2 separate regions of the Ovis aries genome follow, and region 2 is linked to region 1. The links are chromatin contacts, called in public Hi-C maps. All regions are on one chromosome and are shown on one strand. Each heading gives the region's core, a stretch centred on a gene start, on an enhancer-like site or on the middle of the called end of the contact. The rest is flanking DNA. Distances are from core to core; before and after follow the strand shown. Region 1 holds the start of FZD9 (frizzled class receptor 9). Region 2 overlaps FKBP6 (FKBP prolyl isomerase family member 6 (inactive)).

Region 1 (3,121 bases), core at 371-2,870:
AGACCCCAATCTTGACCATGAGCTTCTCCAGCTTCTCCGTGTTGGTGCCCCCAGTCTTCATGATCTTGCGGATGTGGAAGAGGGCCACAAAGCCAGTCAGGAGGAAGCTCGTGCCCAGCACCAGGTAGCAGGAGAGGGGCACCAGCACGAAACCCGTGAGCGCCGCCGCGTCCATACTGGCCACGTAACAGAGCCCGGTCAGCTCATCCCCCGCCACCTTGCGCAGGGTCAGGATAACAATGGTCTTGAGGGCTGGCAGGCCCCAGGCCGCCATGTGGAAGTAGCTGCCATGGGCCTCGATGGCCTCGTGGCCCCATTTCTTGCCTGCGGCCAGAAACCAGGTGAGGGTCAGCACCACCCACCAGAGCGAGCTGGCCATGCCGAAGTAGTAGAGCAGCAGGAAGACGAGGGTGCAGCCCGTGTTCTCCAGGCCCTCCTGGATCACGTAGAGCGCACCCGCCTCCTGGTCGCAGGCCACGCTCTGGGCCCCGGCCACGGCCCGGATGAGGAAGGCCAGCGAGTAGACGTTGTAGCACATGGACAGGAAGATGATGGGGCGCTCCGGGTACTGGAAGCGGTGAGGCTCCAGCAGGAAGGTGAGCACGGTGAAGGCGGTGGAGAAGAAGCACAGCGCTGACCACACGGCCATCCAGACGAGCGCGAAGTCCTTGTCGCGCCGCGACCAGAACACCTCAACGCCTGGCCCGCAGCGCGGCGCGCACGAGCGGCTCTTCTCTACGTACTGGAACTTCTCCGGGTTCTCGCAGGTGCCGCCGGCGCCCGGGAGGGCGTCCTCGGGGGGCCGCGCGGGCCGCGGCGCCACGGGCAGCATGCCCAGGCCCTTGTGGGGCTCGGTAGGGCCAGCCGTGGCGTTCTCGGGCGCCTCCATGCAGAGCGCGTGCGGGTCGTTGCGCGTGGGCAGCCGGGCGCAGTCCAGCGAGTCCGGCCAGCCGAAGTTGAACTGCTCCATGATGGGCGCGCAGCGCAGGCGCGCCTGCTCGCACATGGGCCGGCAGGCGGGGATGGGCGTCGAGACCTGGTCGGTGCACATGGGCGCGTAGAGCGAGCACAGGAAGAAGCGCAGGTGGCTGTGACAGCCGTACTGCACGAGCGGCGCGAACTCGGCCAGCTCGGCGGCCGCCTCGCCCTGCGACGTGTGGCCCAGCAGGTTGGGCATGCGGGTCAGGTTGTAGCCGATGCCGCGGCACATGGGGATCTCCACCACCTGGCACGGCGCCGGCCCGCGCCCGCGCTCCGGGTCGAAGCGGCCGATCTCCAGCGCCGCGCCGCCCGCAGCCAGCAGCTGCCACAGCAGCAGCGCCCAGCAGAGCGGCGGCACGGCCATCCCGGGCGGTCCCGGCCGAGGGCGGGGAGGGCGGCCCCACCTCACTCGGGCCGCGCCGTCCGGCGCCCCCGTGCCCGCCCGCCACGTCGCGGGGTGCGGGCCATAGCGGAGCCGACCGCGTGTGTCCCTGCGCGGCCGGGCGCCCTGGGCAGCGCGCGGGGAAGCCGCCGGAGGGAAAGGAGGCGCCGAGCCACTGCCGCCGCCGCCGCCGCCTCTACTCGAACGGCCGCGGAGCCGGAGCAGGCGCCGCCTCCCGGGGCCGCGGGTACAAGCCTCGGGGCGGGGCCCCTGGCGGACACGCCCAAGGGCGGGGCCTCCGCGCGCCCGACACGCCCCCCGGCCGGGCTTTAAAGGCGCCGCGCCTCACAGCTGCGCTGCACGGCAGGACCAAGCCCGGCGCGGTCTGGCAGGGAGGGGTGTACGAGTAGTGACCTTGTCTGCCCGCTCACAGTCGGTTCTCCCCTTTCTGAGGGGTTGCTGCCCAACTTCTCTCCGGGACAGGACAGTCAGCCGGAGGATTTCCCTGTCCACCCCGTTCCGCGTCACCTACATTTTTCCCCAGGCGGGACCATTTCTAAGGCTTCTACGCCTGGGACGCCTCGACCTTGGACTCTGGGACAATTCGAGCGCAGCCTCTCCGCCTCTTCGCTAGTTGCATGTGGCTCTGGGCTCTTCGCTGTGAGCCTGTTTTCGTTTCTGTAGAACAGGCAGATAATCCCGTCAAAATGAATCCACCTGTGGCTTGCGCAGGCTGCTTACCCGTCCCACTGAGCACTTGAACTCATGGTCTGTCTCTTCACAATCCACTTGCCCCCTTGACACCTCGGGACCGCCTGAAAACCCAGTCTCCTCTGCCCCCTCCCCTCCTCTGCACTCCCTTGGTACAGGGTCTCCCCTAAAAACTCCTCTCTGCCCAGGAAGCCTGTGCCTTTCCACCGTCCCCCTCCCCCGAGCCCCCTGCTCCCTCCTGCGCCTGCAGAGTAGGGAGCCAGGTACAGTGACACCCATGGAACGTTTCAGTTCAGCTCACACCCCCCTCACCTAAACCTGACAGCTGTCAGGATGCCTCCAGACTATTGCTCAGCCTGCTTCTATGGCGGCACCTGAACAGGGGGAGGAGAGAGGCCTATTCTTCCCTTTGCACAGATGGAACCATCAAGGCAGTCCTAGGCTCAGCCTGCTGGTAACAGGTGACAGCGAGTGAGTGGGGTCTGAGACTGTGACCCCTGAGCTGCCCACATAACACCCTTCATCCCCACTCAGGTCGGGAAGGTGTTTCTGAGAGGTTGGGATTGCTGGGGGCTTCCTGGGGCCCCAAAGGCCCTCTGCCCTCCCACCTCTGCCCAGCCAGGGTTCCACCACGGTTCCCAGGTAGCTTTGTGGGTGAAACCCAAGTGCCATCCAGGAGGCCACCCAAGGGGCCCTGTTGTGGTCTGGAGTTCCCTTAGAAACTGCCTCCCTCCTCCCCAGCCCACCCCGTCTGCCCTCACCCGCTTGGCCTAGATGTACCTGGAAGACTCAGATTCCACGTGAGCTCTTGGCATTGGTCCAGCCCTAGCAGCTGCACAGGGATGCTCAGTGGATGAAGGGCTGAGGGAGAGACCTGTACCGCAGGGGGCCTAGGAAACTGGTCGAAGACCTAAAGTGAGCCAGGTGGGCCCCGGGCCAGGTGTTTTACACAGTGAACTTTTAAACTCTCACAACAGCCACGCAAGGAATTCTGAGCCCATTTTACAGATGAGAAATTGAGGTTCAGAAAACTCAAGACATTTGCCT
Region 2 (3,178 bases), core at 185-2,684, 42 kb after region 1:
TCTGGCTCAGGCCCGGGGTAGGGGGAGCAGCCTGAGGGACACGACTTCCACATCCTTGTGCCAAGGATCTCGGGAGTCCCGCGGGAGTCCCTCCAGCACAAGCCCCGGCAGCGGGACTGGGAGTCAGGCAAGCCTCCTCCAGGAGATGATGACTCTGGTGCATCTCCACCCACTTACCCATCTCACAGCTCTCCTCCGGAGGTTCTCAGAACCCAGCTCAGGTCCCGCGCTGGGAACTTGGATTCCGGTTGCTTGGGCTTCCCGAGAGCACCCAGCTCGGTCACTGCACAGACACTGAGTCGCCAAGCAGGACTAAGTGCAGGGCTCTCTCTGGGGCCTGAGACCTTTCTCTGGAATCCACCTTTTTCAAACTGGCCGTCTGTCTGGAACCTGTCTCCTGGTACTGTTCTTGTTTCCTGACATTTCTCAAAGAGCAGCCTTGAAGCCCCCCCATTCCCACCCAAGTCAATTCCCCTTTTGGTTGGTGGATTTTCTGGGTCCGACTCTTCTCCCTAGAAGGGTGTTCCTCCCTCTTCTGAGCATCAGTGAGGGTGTGCTGCTGGGAGGGGGCTGGTATAGGGGGCTGAGGGGGACGTGATCTGACTCAGGTCCTTCCCCACAGGCAGCTGCACTTTTAGTCTGAAGGGCTGTGAAGAAAACCACATTTGTAAGAAAAACATTTTTGGCTTAGTACACTATATCATATTGCATTATTATCTATCTGCACACACACACACACACACATTTCTGCTTAACTGATGCTCTGGATTAAGTGCGACTACTCATCATTATTAGGTCATTCATCGTGACTGGGTTGACCAAAGCGATCAAGGTGAGCTTAACGAGGTCGAGAGAGCAGCAGCCAAGAGCCCAGCCTGGCTCCTGAGATCCAGAGAGAACAGGCGTCTTTGGGGTGCTGGTCACCTGGGGAGGGGCCTGCTGGGCTCCCCAAGGCCTACAGGAGGGTCTGATTTCTCAGCCAACACACACACACACTCTGCTGGCCCCAGGCCATCTGTCTGCCCACATGACATAAATGCAAAGACGTCTTTTCTCAGACGGGCACGCGGGTCCCCTCGGGGCTGCAGCCCCTGCTGCGCTCCTGGCTGGCTGGAGCGGGTCCCTTAGTCTCCCTTGTCACAACTCACCGGCCTGCAGAACCTCTCCCTCTAGGCTGAGAACTAACCACACTTGACATCTTTTCCTCTTAAAGAAAGGCAGGGGCCCAGGAACTAAGGCAATGCCCAGCACAGACCAGTCTCTGAACAGCTGGGCTGGGTGAAGCAGCTCGGGCGAGAGAGAGGCAGAGAGCCGTCCCAAAGGTCACCACCCCGCCCAGGCTGGGGCACCTGCAGCAGCCCAGGCAGGTGGGCCGCGGTTTCTGTGGGCCGCAGGGCTCGCTGGGAAGCATAGAGCGGGTTATGTCGCCACCTATCGCCCAGTTTGCTCAGCAAAAGTCAGCCAGGGCTCCGGGCCTTGTCTCTAACGGAAAAACCCTCAGACCCTGTTCAGAAGACAGCAACCAGCCTGCGGGCGTGGGGAGCGGGGAGGTCTCTGAGCATGTGGCAGGACAGGCTGCCCTCTCAGTTAGGAGCACTCCAGCTCGGCCCTCACCGCGTGACCCAGGCCCAGACCTTCCTCCCTGGGCTCGGGCCATGGCTCTGAATGAGACGGTGAGGGTCGGGTGGGGAGAGCAAGGCTCACAGAGGAGGACTGAGCACCAGGGCTGGGTGGGGACAGCCAAGCCCTTTGGGAGCCAGAGGCCTGTCCAAACCAGCCCCGCTGTCCCATGATGGGGAGAAGTGGCCCTGACTCAGAAGAGCCCTGGGGCAGTGTCAAAGTCCCTCGAGGCCAGTTTGTTCCTTCCTGGTCAGGGCAGGGCCATTGCTCACCTCCCAGACTCATACCAAGAATGAGCAGCAGCAATGAGGTGAGGGCCCCGGGCGGACCCTCAGGTGGCAGCTATCACCACCCAGCACCACACTGTCCAAGACACCGCGGGGAGGCTGGCTTTGTAACACCTCAACACACACATTTTTGCAAGACTCACCGTCCACAACAGTGCAGGAGGACTGGCTGGCTCCCAGGTTTCCAATTAACTCTCTTGAAACAGCTCCCCATAGAAGGGAGCAGATTTCAAGGGAACCCCAATGCAAAAGCACACGCATTTACCCTCAGGTCACAAAGAACTGCTGTGGCTCCAGAGAACAAACCCAACCCGCACTCTCACTGGCCCAACTGGTCTCAGTGAATAGCTGTCCCTCTACTCAACACAAGTTACACTGGATCTTGCAAAGACAAGGAAGTGTTTTATTTACTTACAACAAAAAAACATCTGTAACATAATTCTCCCTTTTCAAAGCTAAGAGCCCTACAAAATACACAAAGCAATCCCTATTTGTATTCACCCAGGGACGAGAGCAGCAGGAAGGGGGCTGGGACTGGGGAAGAGCCAAGGACTAATTCTATTTGGAAAAACAAGCAATTGCCTTAAAAATAGCTTTGTCCTACTTGTCAGCAGCTGCCCTTTCACCTCCTCTGCGTGAAGACGTGAAACAGAAAGCAGCAGCTGTGAAAACACTCCAGCAGCATCAGTCAAGACAGGGCCGTGGCCTTGGACTGCAGAAACTCAGCCCCTCTTCCAAGCAGGTCGTGCACACAGTCTGCCCCGAGGAGATCCTTCCGGAAAGCGCTCTGCCCACCTCGCATAATGATGGAGAACTCCAGGCAGCTTCTCTTGCTTGTTATTAGCTGCGAAATCTAGGAATCAAACACAGCAGTTAGAAACACAGTGGGACTCAGCTGTCCCAGAGGGCGCCAGAGCCAGTTCCAGGTCTGAGTCCAGACAGGAACCAGGGACAGACAGATGCCCCTAGGGGGCAAGGGCCCTAAGGGGTGGGTCCTGGGAAATGGTGGCCTGTCAATAAGGTGGCTTTGAAACTTCAAGAACATCACCTCAGAAAATCAGAACATAAGGGCCCCTGAGACCATCTAGTTCAATTTTACTGTTCAGATGAAGCCCCCAAATAGATGACTAACTCCTGAGTGTGGGCAGAGCTCTCCTCATTGGTCCATCTCGATTGTTCCACAAGGGCTACACATCCTCAACCACTCGAGGATGTCAAAAGCACTCCCAAAGGGCCAAACGTACAAGCGGCTGCTTTCAGGGGGACACATG

The links. A called contact is a pair of places that touch in the nucleus more often than the background predicts.
Region 2: a Hi-C map of hypothalamus shows a contact between it and region 1, with 3 times the contacts expected there. The contact joins the enhancer-like site here to the promoter of FZD9 in region 1. A contact is called at or near these places in 7 of 16 Hi-C or Micro-C datasets (hypothalamus, liver, mixed tissues and 3 more).

Annotation. Positions count from the first base shown.
Region 1 is chr24:34,194,602-34,197,722 of ARS-UI_Ramb_v3.0, forward strand. It overlaps FZD9 (frizzled class receptor 9), which reads right to left and starts at 1,621. Exons shown (of 1, transcript XM_015104208.4): 1 at 1-1,621. The coding sequence starts at 1,345.
Region 2 is chr24:34,236,622-34,239,799 of ARS-UI_Ramb_v3.0, forward strand. It overlaps FKBP6 (FKBP prolyl isomerase family member 6 (inactive)), which reads right to left. Exons shown (of 9, transcript XM_042240153.2): 9 at 2,290-2,760. Among named protein-coding and RNA genes, the nearest start is that of FKBP6, 23 kb to the right of the region's middle. Within about 2 kb of position 1,435, at least 22 of the 54 cell types and tissues checked have an H3K27ac peak or open chromatin away from gene starts, as enhancers often do. A contact at or near this core is called in hypothalamus and liver, where this site is marked.